Regions from separate parts of the Mus musculus genome. Here region 1 is linked to region 2. The links are chromatin contacts, called in public HiChIP or PLAC-seq maps. All regions are on one chromosome and are shown on one strand. The core of a region is the stretch at or near the end of the contact, and the rest is flanking DNA. Distances in the headings are between cores, read along the strand shown.

Evidence for each region. HiChIP or PLAC-seq counts read pairs in DNA pulled down with a chosen protein or histone mark.
Region 1: an H3K27ac HiChIP or PLAC-seq map of double positive thymocytes shows a contact between it and region 2, with 3 times the contacts expected there. The contact joins two enhancer-like sites. A contact is called at or near these places in 1 of 484 Hi-C or Micro-C datasets (B cells) and 3 of 115 datasets of contacts at active chromatin or transcription factors (double positive thymocytes, embryonic stem cells and extraembryonic endoderm stem cells).

What each region holds. Positions count from the first base shown.
Region 1 is chr2:118,842,493-118,849,053 of GRCm38.p6, reverse strand. All of the region lies in intron 1 of Gm39913 (a long non-coding RNA gene), which reads left to right. Among named protein-coding and RNA genes, the nearest start is that of Gm39913, 16 kb to the left of the region's middle. Within about 2 kb of position 2,138, at least 16 of the 459 cell types and tissues checked have an H3K27ac peak or open chromatin away from gene starts, as enhancers often do. A contact at or near this core is called in double positive thymocytes, where this site is marked.
Region 2 is chr2:118,491,354-118,498,192 of GRCm38.p6, reverse strand. No RefSeq gene overlaps it. Among named protein-coding and RNA genes, the nearest start is that of Gm32684, 4.1 kb to the left of the region's middle. Within about 2 kb of position 2,917, at least 15 of the 459 cell types and tissues checked have an H3K27ac peak or open chromatin away from gene starts, as enhancers often do. A contact at or near this core is called in double positive thymocytes, where this site is marked.

The DNA.
Region 1 (6,561 bases), core at 889-3,388, 350 kb before region 2:
GCTCCCATCTTGGTCCATTTGTCCTCTCTGTCCCTGCCCTTTTCTTCTGCGCTTGCTCCCTCCTCCTCTCAGGCCCATTTCAATCTGGGCCCTTCCAGGTGCCTCTGGCTGAACTCTCCCTCGTCATCTATAACAAAACTGTCTCCTCACGTCCTCATTTTTATTCAGAGACTAAAGAGTTTATTGGACTTACTTATAGATCTAGGATGAAGGATTACCTACAGAGTGTGGGTGATCAGCTGCATCACTACCAAGTCCCATCCCATTATGGACAGTGACCTTCTAGAAACTGCACCATTGGGTCCTGCTGTCAATTAATCTTGCGTTTTCTATATAGCCTTGTGGCTCTTGAGAGAGCTTTCAGATGGGGAGGAGGCAAAACAACAGCTAAGGCCTTAGACAAGGGTCTTTGACTCTCTTTATCTCCATCTACTAGAGGGAACTAGTAGTTCCATAACCACCACCACAGACCTGGCTACCACTGTAATGCCCTGCTGTGGCTGTCATGGCTACCAGGACAAAGTCCAAGATGACCTGAGAGCAGTAAGGAAAGCAGTTTCCCCTGGAGTTCCCAATCACTATGTATTCTCACACAAATGTTCTCTGACACCATATAGCTTAGTGTCTTGGGTCTAAAAGAATGGGCTGATCCTTAAACTAACATCATGCAATAATACCTTTGAACAGTTCTCCTTCAGGGATCCTAAGACAGCCTTTCTCTTTTTGGCAATGCCTTGGCTCAGGAACTTGGAGCTGCATCTTAAGGGGTGAGCCTGTCCTGATTTAGTTATACCAGAAACATAAATGAACTTATGTGTGCCTTTCCACAATGCCAGAATTTGTTGAAAAAACAACATATTCAAAATGGACGGCTCTCTGCTTCCTCTATTCTAATGAAATGTGATCAGCCAGCTTGCTCCTGCACGCTGCCTTCTCTGACTGTCCCCATGTCTTCCTTACTATGATGAGCTCTGTCCCCCTGGAACTAAAGCCATTGAGGCCAGGGAATGTATGGCAGGGTTACACTCCCTGTGAGGAGACCCTGTAAGGTCACTGTATGGCGCTATAGCTATAAAGGTGGAGCCTTGGTTGAAGATGTCATGAGACACCTGCCAAAAACTGCATAGAGGGTAGAATCAGATCAAGAGAATGAAGTATGTTACAGGCACTAAAGTTGGAGGGTCAGAACCATCTAAGCCATTGATACTGAAACCCTGGACATGGAACTATAGGATTTGGTGTTTACTCTAAGTTTTGGTCTTGCTTTGGGTCAATGTTTCCTCATTATATCTATCTCTGCCCTTTGGGATGAGATGTGATGTAATCGTATGTTGGAAGTATACAATGTGCCTTTTGATTTTACAGAAGGAACATAGTTAAGAGATTGCCTTGAGTTTCAGAAGAGATGTTGGACTTTTGAAGAATGTTAAGACTATTCAAAACTATAGGGACTTGGAACTACGTGCATTTTGCATCATGGGATGGCCATGCTTATGGGGACCATGGGTGGAATGTGGCGATTTGAGTGAGAAATGCCCTCCCTAGGCTCCTCACGCATTCAAACACTTGGTCCCCAGCTGGTGGTGTTGCTTGGGAAGATTACGGAATCTTTAGGAGGTGGAGCCTGGCTAAAGAAGGTGTCTGTCAGGAGTGGGGGAGCTTCGAGGTTCACAGCCTAGCCGGTCTGTCAGGAGTGGGGGAGCTTCGAGGTTCACAGCCTAGCCAGTCTGTCAGGAGTGAGGGAGCTTCGAGGTTCACAGCCTAGCCGGTCTGTCAGGAGTGGGGGAGCTTCGAGGTTCACAGCCTAGCCGGTCTGTCAGGAGTGGGGGAGCTTTGAGGATCACAGCCTAGCCAGTCTGTCAGGAGTGGGGAGCTTCGAGGTTCACAGCCTAGCCAGTCTGTCAGGAGTGGGGAGCTTCGAGGTTCACAGCCTAGCCAGTCTGTCAGGAGTGGGGGAGCTTTGAGGATCACAGCCTAGCCAGTCTGTCAGGAGTGGGGGAGCTTTGAGGATCACAGCCTAGCCGGTTTACTGTTCTTCCCCCCACCACCTCCTCTGTTTCCTGCATGTAGATGAAATTTGACCATCCAGCTTCCTGTTCCTGCAAGCATGCTTCCCTGCCTACTGCCTTTTATTCCTCTCCATTACGGACTCTTGCCCCTATGAAACTCTAAGCCAAAATACACCGTCTCCTCTGCCCAGTAAGTAACAAAAACAAAACAAACCAAAAAAAAAAAAAAAAAAAGCCCAAAAACACAGTGCAGTGGTTTCAATGACAGACATTTTCCAGAGAATTACACTTACATTAGCAATCTGGCTGAGGCTAATGCAGGTTTTTAGAATTCTATTCATAATTATTAATATTAACTATCAATTAACACAGGAAAACTCTCTTTATAGGAAGACTTATATCTATCGATAGAGATAGCTATAGATCTACCTATGTATCTATTATCTATCTATCCTTCTACCTATTTGAACTGAGTCCAGCTTCGAGGTGAAAGGTTAGAACTGGGTTGGAACACGGTGAATGGTGTGTTCAGGTCCAGATGGGCAAGCAGGAGGGGCAGTGAAGTAGGCTGTGTCAACAGTGGGAACCCAGCCAAGCAGAAGCCTTGACGACAGTGGGGGTTCTCCGACTGTCAGTCCTTGCTTACACACCAGGTGTCAGATGAACAGTTGGTGGGGGCGGGGCTGTACTACGTAGCCACACTTTATGGGGTCCAGGAGAGGGAGCTACATTCTTGTCATTCTGACAAGTCTGATAAAGTCTTGATCTTAGTTTCCCTTCTATGATTTTAAACATTCCAGGTGTCCCTACAGTCCAACTCAACCTGATAAGTTTACAGGATGGCCCCTATTCTATTCCCAGGAATAAGTCATCTATCAGCAAGGGTGGTACTGGGCAGGTGGTGGTGTTTACATGTCAATCCAGGCATGCAATTATTTTCCACCCTCAAGTGAAGTCTAAAGCTGCTTATAAAATGGAGGGTCTGAGGACAAGGTGTGGCCTGAAACCCCACTATTTTTTACAACATGGAGTAATTTAGATGACCTATTCTCAGCATGACCTTACTTAGTATGAGATAATATTCTTTTCTGAGACCTCTCAAAGAAGGCTCCACAAACTAATACAGTCATGGTCTCTATTTTCTTTTAAAGCTTTATTTATTTAATATGTGTGGGTGCCCACGCCTTAATGCATGTATGTGTACTACATGTTGACAAGTTGGATCCCCAGAGTTGGAGCCACCTGTGGGTGCCGGGAACTGAACCCAGGTCCTTTGCAAGATAAGTAAGTGTTCTCTTAGATGCTGAGCCATCTCTCCAGCTAGCAAACACACAGAGTTTAAATTTATAAGAATATAAATTCTCCCCTGCCAAGTTCCAAATAATGGGAAGAGAGCTGTCTCCCAAAATTGTATCAGAGATCCTAACACCAACTCCTTAAAAACTAAAAGGCAGTTACCATCATTCTTGGAAATAGTGGGATTCTATCAAATCTGTAGCCCCAACTTGAAGTGGCTGCCCAGATCCTTTACCAGGCTCTGGATGGGAGGGGTCAGGGATCTTTTCTTTTGGTGCAATTTCGTTCTGTTGACACAGGGTCTTTCTACGCAACCCGGCTGGTCTCAGCCTCCTGCCTTAGCTTCCTAGTTGGTTGTTTCCCATATGTGCTACTACGCTGGGCTTGATTAGTAAATCAATGCTATAAGCAGCATTTACTAAGTTAACGCATCAATAAGTTCTTCCCTAACGCTTGGGCTGCCAGACTCGGAGTAGCCCTTCACCTGCTTTGTAGTAGAGACACAGGAAGTGGGACTAGGGCTGCTCACTCCGAAGCTGGTTAGAACCCCCAGGCTTTGACTTATTTCTGTAGACAGCTAGATTCAGTCGTGTAAGGATGGCTTAGATAATGGTTAACCACCAACACTTTAATAGTAGAAATCACTAAGTTAGCCTTGACAACGACACTAGAGGTATTATGTCCATATCAAAAATCAAGCTGTGATACAGACTAAAGGACATCCATGGATGACTGGGGCAAGACGAACAAAGTCATAGGCCTTGTTATTAGCTATCTGTGAAGTATCCTCGTGGGGGTGGGGTATACACCAGTGAAGGCTGCTTGGACATGGGTTTAATCCAGAAGAAAGTCTTCATTAGCTGGCCATGGACTACACTGGGTGTCTGGGATCCCAGTGTAGCCCAAACCTTTCTCAGGGTGAGATTTTTTAAGCACAAGAACCATGTCCTAGGTTAACATAGTCACTTAACAAGAACAACTGTTCTTGTTAAGCCAGAAGTGGAACCAGGGAAGCCAAGAAGCAAGGTTTGCCCATTTAGAGACTTTCCCATAACTGTGGACTTTGCCTTTAGAGACCTTCCCATAACTGTGGACTTTGATGGATTGGGTCGTTGTCTTGGTTTTGGCAGGGGCTGGCTGCTGTTTAACTGCTGATTTCTACAGCCTGACTGTAAACCTGTGAAGCTGAACGGAGTTGGTCAGTTGTGCTAAGGTCTGGGGCCTGTTAACCTTATGACAAGCTCTTCCTGCCACTGTCAGACAGACCTCTCTCACTCCTCTGTGACATCCACAGAGTACGTTCCTGCAGGTGGTGAGATTTAAAGGGCCAGCCTTTGAGCAGTCTGCAGAAGGTGAGATTTAGAGGGCTAGCCTTTGGGCAATTCATCTCTTATATAGTTTAGGATGGAAGTAGTGGGATAAAGAATGGTTTAAAAGCTTACAGGAGGCTGGGCATGCTGAACACGTCCTTAATCCCAGCCCTTGGGAGGCAAGAGGCTGGCAGATCTGTGAGTTCAAGGCCAGCCTGGTCTACATAGCTAGTTCCAGGGAAGTCAGGACTACATTGAGATCTTGTCTCACAAACAAACAAGGAAAAGAAAACTGAATAAATAAAAACTAGCAGGCTTTGTGCTGTTTGACTTCCATCTTTCTATGGAAACAGGACCATTACCAACTGGAGCCTCTGCCCTAACCTGTCTCTGGCTTTGAAGCTTGTGGTGGGTTGAATGAGAATGCTTCCCCACAGGCTCATGTATTTGAACACTTGATCTCCACTTGATGGCACTGTTTGGGGAGGTTTAGAACAAATGCTCTTGCTGGAGGACCTGTCACGTAAGGGCGGGCTTCAAGAGTTCATGCTTTCTGCTTTGCGCTTGCAGTTCAAGATCTGAGGTTTCACAAACTGCTCTTACAGAGGACCAGAGTTCAATTCCCAGCACCCACATCAGGTGGCTCACAAGCACTTGTAACTCCAGTTCCAGGGGATCTGACTGGCTTATGTGGGAACACATGCAACATGCACACACACAATAATTTAAGATAAATAGAACCAAACCAGATGTGAACTCTCAGCTCTCACGCCTGCCTGCTGTCAGTGCCCGCCCTCTGTGATGCTGATAGATGACTGACTCATCCCTTTCTGGGAATCTCCCACAAGATCATTGACTGTAAACAATGAAGATCCCACTACCCATAGCCCCGAATCCTGAATTTTACGGTTTGAACTGTGATCCTATTGGTGTCCTCAGGAATTTTCCTGTGATCTACTTTGGGTTCCTCTGCCATACTTCGAAAGAATAGCCTCAAACATACCAAGAGGCTATATATGCCTGGTACAGCAATGGTGGGTGTGGCCCTCTCTGATACAGCATCAGTGGGTTGTGGTTCCCTCTGAGAAGCCCACTCCTATGCCAATCTTTGTGTCTTTTTCCTGGAGTGCCTCTCTTTCTCTTAACCCCATTTCTTAAAAAAAAAAAAAAAATATATATATATATATATATTAGTCTTTAATAAACTCCAACTCTGCTTCATGCCAACTCGTTCTGAAATTCCTTTCTGTGTCAAAGCTAATGGTTCAGTTTTATCTGATTAAAGGAACCTCCTTGAGCTGCCTGGAGTGATGGCACAGAGCCCTATAATTCCTTCCATACTTAAAGTGTCACTTGGCACAAACTAAATCTGTGTTCTTGGGCCACTGTCATCTATACTTGGCCACCTCTCATTCCTTTAGAGGTGCGAGCTGCTTCTCAGGGACAGCATCCTGCCACAGAAGACACTAGAGCCACCTAGCAGAAAAGCACACCATAGGGAACCCACTTGGACATTTTAAAAGCCATAGGAGAGGCTGGAAGGATAGCATAGCAGCTAAGAGTATAGGCTGCTCTGGTCCATTCTCAGAGCTCACGTGGAAGCTCACAGCTGTCTGTAGAAGTCTGACTCAACTAAAGACACACTAAGGAGATGAGAGGAATAATTACACCTTAGTGAGACTGTGGTCATTACAGGGCCTTTTCTTCACCTTCTTCTTTCAGATACTGACCAAAAGCTTGTATATTCTTTCCTTCTGAGCTTACTTACTCTTTCTCTGAACATGCACCTCCTCCCCGCAAGGAAATCTGCTTGTGGACCTTTTCTGCTGAACACGCTACCTTTCTTGGCTCCTAACTAAAAAAAGCTGTGGTTTTCTCCATTCCCTCCCTCCTTACAGCAACTGCTGAGATTTACAGCTTGTCTTGTTGTTTTTCTTTCAAACTGT
Region 2 (6,839 bases), core at 1,668-4,167:
CAGTTTCTGGAGTAGGTGGGATTACCGGCCTGTGCCACTAGACTCGGCCAGTGAAGTCTACTAGAAAGGGAGAAGGCGTTTGGACTGGGGGATATCACTAGAGAGCGCTGGAGGAAGGCAGACTGAAGTCATGGGGACCCTGGCACAGATGCAGAGATGGGGAGGCCTCTCTTCCAGGGGAGGAGACCTGGAATAAAACACATGCAGAGAAAGACCAGCTGCCAGGACCCTGAAAGAGGTCACCTGCCTCTCCTCCAGGACAACTTTGATCCATATCCCTTGCCCACTGCCAAAAGAGGCTTAAACTCTCCCTGGAGGCTGCATACGTGAGTCTGATGGACTAAACAGAGGGTTAGCATGTAGAAAGGAATACAGATTCTCCTTCTTGGCTTATGTGTATGAGTGCATGCGTGTATGTATGTATGAAACATAAGTATGAAAATTGTATCCATACGATATGAATGGGCTCGACCACCTTACCCATAGGGAAGACTGTGAAATACTTAAAGCAGACAAATCTTAGAGATGGACGGTTGAAGAGCAGACAATGGTTTGGGACCAGGTTCCTCTGCGCCCTAAATATGATGATTGCTTTCCAGTCTCTTCCTCTGGTAGTTCAATCTTCCCTGATTAGTGGCGTTTCATTAAAATGATTGAAGAATACTGAAGAGTTAAGTCTTTCTTGATTAGTGGCATTTCAGTAAAATGACTGAAGAATACTGAATTCTTCCTTGGTTGGTCTGGTTTTAAGGGATCGTTGGTGGAAGCCTCGCTATGTGTTTAGGAGGGGGAGGACTGAGAGAAGAGACAGGGCTGTGCTGGGATGTCAGAGATGCCTCAGGGCTCCAGTTTTTAGTCCTTTTAGTTCAGCTGCTGGGCTTTGGAGTGATGTTTGCTGAGCCTCAATACCATCAGTTCTGACCTTATCAGTCTTCCCTACTCTGCATTTCTGTCCTCAGGAACACTATTCCTTACAAGAACTGTCCAACCCAGTCTATGGTTTAATAAAGAAAACCCATGTTCTTGGTCTCTGTCCCCGTTTTTTGGCATAGAGCTTCAGAAATATCTGGGATTTCCTAAGTGATAGAAATATCCTTCATTGTTCTTAGGAATCCACCCCACCCAATTTTATGCTAATGAGGAGACTCTTGGTGGTCCTAGCCTTGTCCAAAAGACCAAGAATGTCACCAATAGGTTAAACCGGTCATCTCCAGCCTGTGTCCTACCACACTCCGAACCTCTGGGAAGGGAAGGAGGGTGTTCCAGACTGAGGTCATCCAGTAGCCAGTTGTTGTCAGCGATGCCCAGCTGGAAGCTCTGGGCATGGATGTGGCAGGATCTTCCTGTCAGGGAATGTAGGGGTGCTGGGAGGGAGCCAGAGTGTCCCACAAAGGGCTTCAGCTCTGGGCCTCTCCACTCAAGATGCCACCCTGCGTGTCTCTTCCCTTTGGCAGTTCCAGAATCTCACATATAATTTTAAAAAAAATTATAAAACTGCTGGCTACATAGCCTGGGCTGGTTTCCAACTCAAGTGCCTCCTGCCTTTGCCTCCAAGGGCTGGTTTTATAGGTGTATGCTATCGTGTCTGTTTTACAATAAACACTATTGTCCAGAATGAGCTAAAGAGCAAGTCCCTATCTCAAAACAAAAGCATAAAGACAAAAACTAGGGTAGGGAGGGCACCAGGAGCGATGGCTTCGTGGCTAAGAGTGTTACGGCTGTCCTGTCTGTCCCCTAGCGCCATTTCAAATAGCTAATGGCAGCCTGCGAGCGACTCCAATTCCAGGGGATCCAAATCTGCTTCTGCACCCCACTCATGAATAAAAATATTTTTCCATATTTTTTTATTCACATTGCATCCCAATCTCAGCCCCTCCCTCCTCGCCTCCCAGTCCTGCCCCTTTTTGTTTCTGAGACAGTCTTTTGTATTGCAGGCTTGTCTCTGACTGACTAGGTAGCTGAGGTTGGCTTTGAACTTTTGATACTTCTGCCTCAGCCTCCTCATGCTGGGATGGCAGGCATGAGCCAGGATGCTCAGCTCTGAGTGATGTTAGGAAGGTGGTGTGGTCCTCTGGATTTGTACCCACATCAGAGAGGGGTGCAGGTAGCCTAGCAAACCCCACTTGCATCCAACATCCAAAGTAAAGGCAGACTTTGCCTTTTACGTCTTAGGACCTGACAGTATGAGCTAGTGTGGACCCACAGGCTGGCGTTACAGAGCTGTCATCTGTGTACAAAGGTGGGCTGGGGATGCAGCTCGGGTGGAAGAGTACTTGCTTCACATTCACAAAGCCCTGAGTTCTAGCCCAGCGTGGCGTAAACCTGACATTCTGATGCATGCCCATAATTCCAGCACTGGGGAGAGAGACAGAAAGACTGGGAGTTCAATGTCCAGGGTTCCCCTCATTCCGAGTCTTTCTTCTCTTCAGTCTGCCTTCTTCACTATGTGGGAGCAGCCGTACCCGTGGACCCTGTCTTATACCTTCCTCTCCCCCTCTCCTCCGCCTCATCTCTTTTGAGACAGGGTTTCTCTGTGTAGCCCTTGCTGCCCTGGAATTCACTCTGTAGACCAGGCTGCCCTAGAACTCATAGGTCCGGACCCCCCCCACCCCCCCCCCCACCCCACCCCACCCCCGCCAACCGAGGGCTATACATCACTCTTGACTCTTTTAGGCAGTAAGGTTTTTTTGTTTTTGTTTTTGTTTTTGAGGAAAGAGGCCCAGGACTTCTTGAGTGCCTGAGACAAAGGAGCTGCTCACAAAGCCCTCTGCCTGCTTGGTAGACAGGAGGGGAAGGTTATTTTGGACGAGGACAACTGCTGACTTAAGGAAGGTTGAGTACCCCTAGAAGGTGAAACCCCTCCACCTCTCTACTTCCTGTTAGCTGAGAGAGGCGGTGCCTGGGATGGGCAAGGGTGGGAGCGGGGCCTCTGACTCTGAGGTCCTGACACCTCTCCTGAGGTTGCAGGTGCTCACGCAGGCTGACGAACACACACCCTCCCGTGTGCACACAAGCAAGCCCCAGGCCTGCCTGCCTGGGCTACAACTGGGAATCACTACACAGGCTTACCCTCATTCTTCTCTACTTTTGCTTTTTTGCCAAAACTCGATTTGGCAGAGCGCAGGTCTTCAGACCAAACGCCATGGGGGAACATCTTGTTCCCTTCTCCCACACCTTCGTCCACCCTTCAACCTCCAACACTGCTTCCTGCCCTGAAATCGCCTCCAAGGGCCTAGGATTGTGACTCCTTTTGAAATGGCTCTTGGGTTCCTTTGGCCTAGGACACCTGGGTAAGCTGATAGGAGACCGCAGAGCAGTGTGACTCGGTCTCTTCTTGCACACTGGAACGACAACCAGCCATAGACATTAAGTTGACTCTTCTTCCCTGGGGCTGCTGAGGCCTAGAAGGGAAAGGTTGAGAACTTCAGAAGGACACAGAAGCTGTTTAGGAGACCGAGCTCCCTCCTTCATCACTGCCCATGCTGTGGCTCTGAGGAGCTAGCATGAGTTCTGTTCCCTCCTCCCTTCTTCTTTCAGAAGAATTATGGTTCCTGTGGTCTTTGCCTCCTGCCCCCCCCTTTAGCTCCTACCCCCTCTTAAGCATACCCCAAGGCTTAGAAGACAAAATGTTAGCTCTTTAAATCATCATGGGGACTTGATAGCGGTGCCAAGATTTTTGGTTTTTTGTTTGTTTTGTTTTTTTGCTATAACTGCTGTAGGAATTCAGGGGCTGCCATCCCTAAAGATTCCCTTTTCTGGGCTCCATGGTTTGGAGCACTAGCTGCTCTTCCAGGGGTCCTGAGTTCAATTCTCAGCACCCACATGGCAGCTCACAACCATCTGTAACTGTAGTCCCATGGGATCCTATGCCTTCTTCTGCTGTACAGATAAACGTGCAGACAAAACACTTATATGCACAACACAAAAATAACCAATTTAAAAGATTCCGGGGCTGGTGAGATGGCTCAGTGGGTAAGAGCACCCGACTGCTCTTCCAAAGGTCCAGAGTTCAAATCCCAGCAACCACATGGTGGCTCACAACCATCCGTAATGAGATCTGATGCCCTCTTCTGGTGTGTCTGAAGACAGCTACAGTGTACTTACATATAATAAATAATAAATAAATCTTTAAAAAAAATAAAAAATAAAAGATTCCGATTCAGATTGAAGGACTTGGAGAACAGCTTATGTATGGGGGTGTAGGGGGACTTTCTCTGGACTGTGCTTACTGGCCTTAAGGTAAACACTCTAGAAGACGCTGGAGTGGTGTGACTCCTCTGTGATGAGTCTGGAGCTCCTCACCATGCTCAGACAGGCATTGTCACCTGTTCTCCTGAGAGCCCACTCATTTTCTCCCTAAATCTTTTGTCTTCCCCTCCCTAGAAGAAGCCATATACACTTCTAGATCTTACTTGCTATTGGTCCCTTCCCTCCTGTGAGGAACACATCTACACACACACACACACACACACACACACACACACACACACACACACACACACACACTCATCCAATGCCAGCGTAACTTAATTATTAAATCCTGGGAAGGTAGAGGGCAAGTTCTTTTTCTCCTACACTAACTGGAAAACTTATAATGGACATTTTAAGGAGACACTTAAGGGAGACACAGAGCTGGGAAGGCTGGTGTCTGTCCTTCCCAGCTATTACTGAACCCCACTCTTCTCTGGCCAGTGTGACCCTCCCTCAGATCTCCCCCATTTCCCAGTCCTGTGTGTGTGACTAAGAACATCCAGCATCCGGAAGCCTCCCGGCTCCTCTATACCAAGAGCTTGGAATTTTTCAGTAAAACTACAGCTTGTTCTTTCCTTCCTTCCTTCCTTCCTTCCTTCCTTCCTTCCTTCCTTCCTTCCTTCCTTCCTTCCTTCCTTCCTTCCTTCCTTCCTTCCTTCCTTCCTCTTTCCCTCCCTCCCTCCCTTCTCTCTCTCTCTCTCTCTCTCTCTCTGCCTCTTCCATCTTTCTTTTTAAAAAACAAACAAACAAATAAACAAACAAAGTGTTGCTATATATTTCAGGCTGGGCTTAACGCACAATAGAGCCTAGAGTAGTTTCAAATTCACAATGATCCTCCTGCCTTAGCCTCAAATACTTGGGTCACAGCCCTGTGCTACTATGTGCCCAGGTAGTTCTTTTTTTACTATCGAATTATTTAATTTATCACTGTGTGTGCATGTGTATTATGTGTGTGGGGGGTACGCATGTCATAGCAACCATTTGTGATCAGAGGACAACCTTGCAGAGTCAGTTCTCCTCTTGCACCTTTCCATGGATTCTGAGGATGGAATCCTGGCTGCCAGGCTCAGGTGGCAAGTGCCTTTACCTGTTGGGCTGTCTTGCTGGCCCCCTCCTAATTTACTCTTCTTGAGAGAAATTCTCAAGTCAAGAGGCCCATGTCGGTTTTAGTCTCTGTCTCTCTTTTCTGTTTTATTTTATTTTTGAAGACATGGTCTTGTTCAGCCCAGCCTGAATTTGAACTCATGACATAGCTAAGGCTGACCTTGAATTCCTGATCTTCCTGCTTCTGGCCTCCAAAGTGCTGGAATTATATATGTACTGTCTTCAAGAGTAGTCAGGGCTCATATTATAGATGTGCACCATCATGCTTGCCATATATATATATTTTTTTTTTGAGACAGGATCTCACACTTTATTCTAGGATGTCCTGGTATTCACTGTGCAGCCCAGACCAGCCTCAGACTCAAAGAAATCTTCCTGCCTTAGTGTTCTAAGAGCTGAGATTACAAGTATTGCCAACTCCCCTGATAATCTTTGTCTTTAAGTGACGATATGAAGTTCTGAATTGAGTTTCTTACTTTCTAACTTTCTAAAAAATATGTTAAATTATATAACACATTTGTGTCTATGTGTGTGGTTATATGCATGTGACTGCAGCTGCCTGTGGGGTTCTGGAGGTGTCAGATTCCCTGGAGCTGGAGCTATAGACAGCTGTGAGCCACCTGATGTGATGTGGGTGCGGGGAACTGAACTCAGGTCCTCTGCAAGCGTAGTAATGGCTCTTAAGCCCAAAAGTAGTGAGGGCTCTTAGCCCCTTGAGGCCATTTCTACTCTACATGGACCTTAGCTGGAGTCTTACCCTTAGCTGTCCTAGCTCCAGTCCCTTTGAGCACCCTGAAATAGCTTTAGAACATCCAAGCTGCACAATTTAAAACTGAAAGGGACCCTAGAATCCATCAATTTCCATCTCTCATGTTGTAGAGGAAGAAACAGGAGCCAGACAGGAAGTGACTGGTCCAATATCATGGGACTGATTAATGAGAGTGGAGCTTAGAACTCAGTGTTCAATTCTTTCTCACAGCTGAGCAGCCCCACTCCAGAGGCTGAGGCCTGGAGTCTAGGGCCTACTTTGGAGACATCATTGAAAGTCCCAGGATGAGTTGTTACTGAAGAGACCCTTCCCGTTTTCCAGAGCTAATGTTCTGGGCTTCGTTGCCCCAGTGGACAGTAGCTGGGTCTGGGGTGGGAGGAGGTAGGGGCAGAGAAAAGCTGTGCAGAGCCACGGGCTCTACTGGGCTCTCAGCCTTGGCTCCTGAGGACTTGCCCCCAACAGACCTCGGAGCAGGTGTGAACCCTCTGTCCCCAGAGTTTCTCATAGAACAGTTTGTTCTGTGGGGGGAGGGATGGGGGTGGGGGGGACAGCAGTCAGTGTAGGCGAGTGAGAGACATTAGTAGGACCCTGGAGCCTGATGCAGCTGCTTCCTGTTGTCAGAGCACTTCCTGCAATGGAGAGACTGGTCTCCCTGGCCTTGACACACACACACACACACACACACACACACACACACACACACACACACACGGAA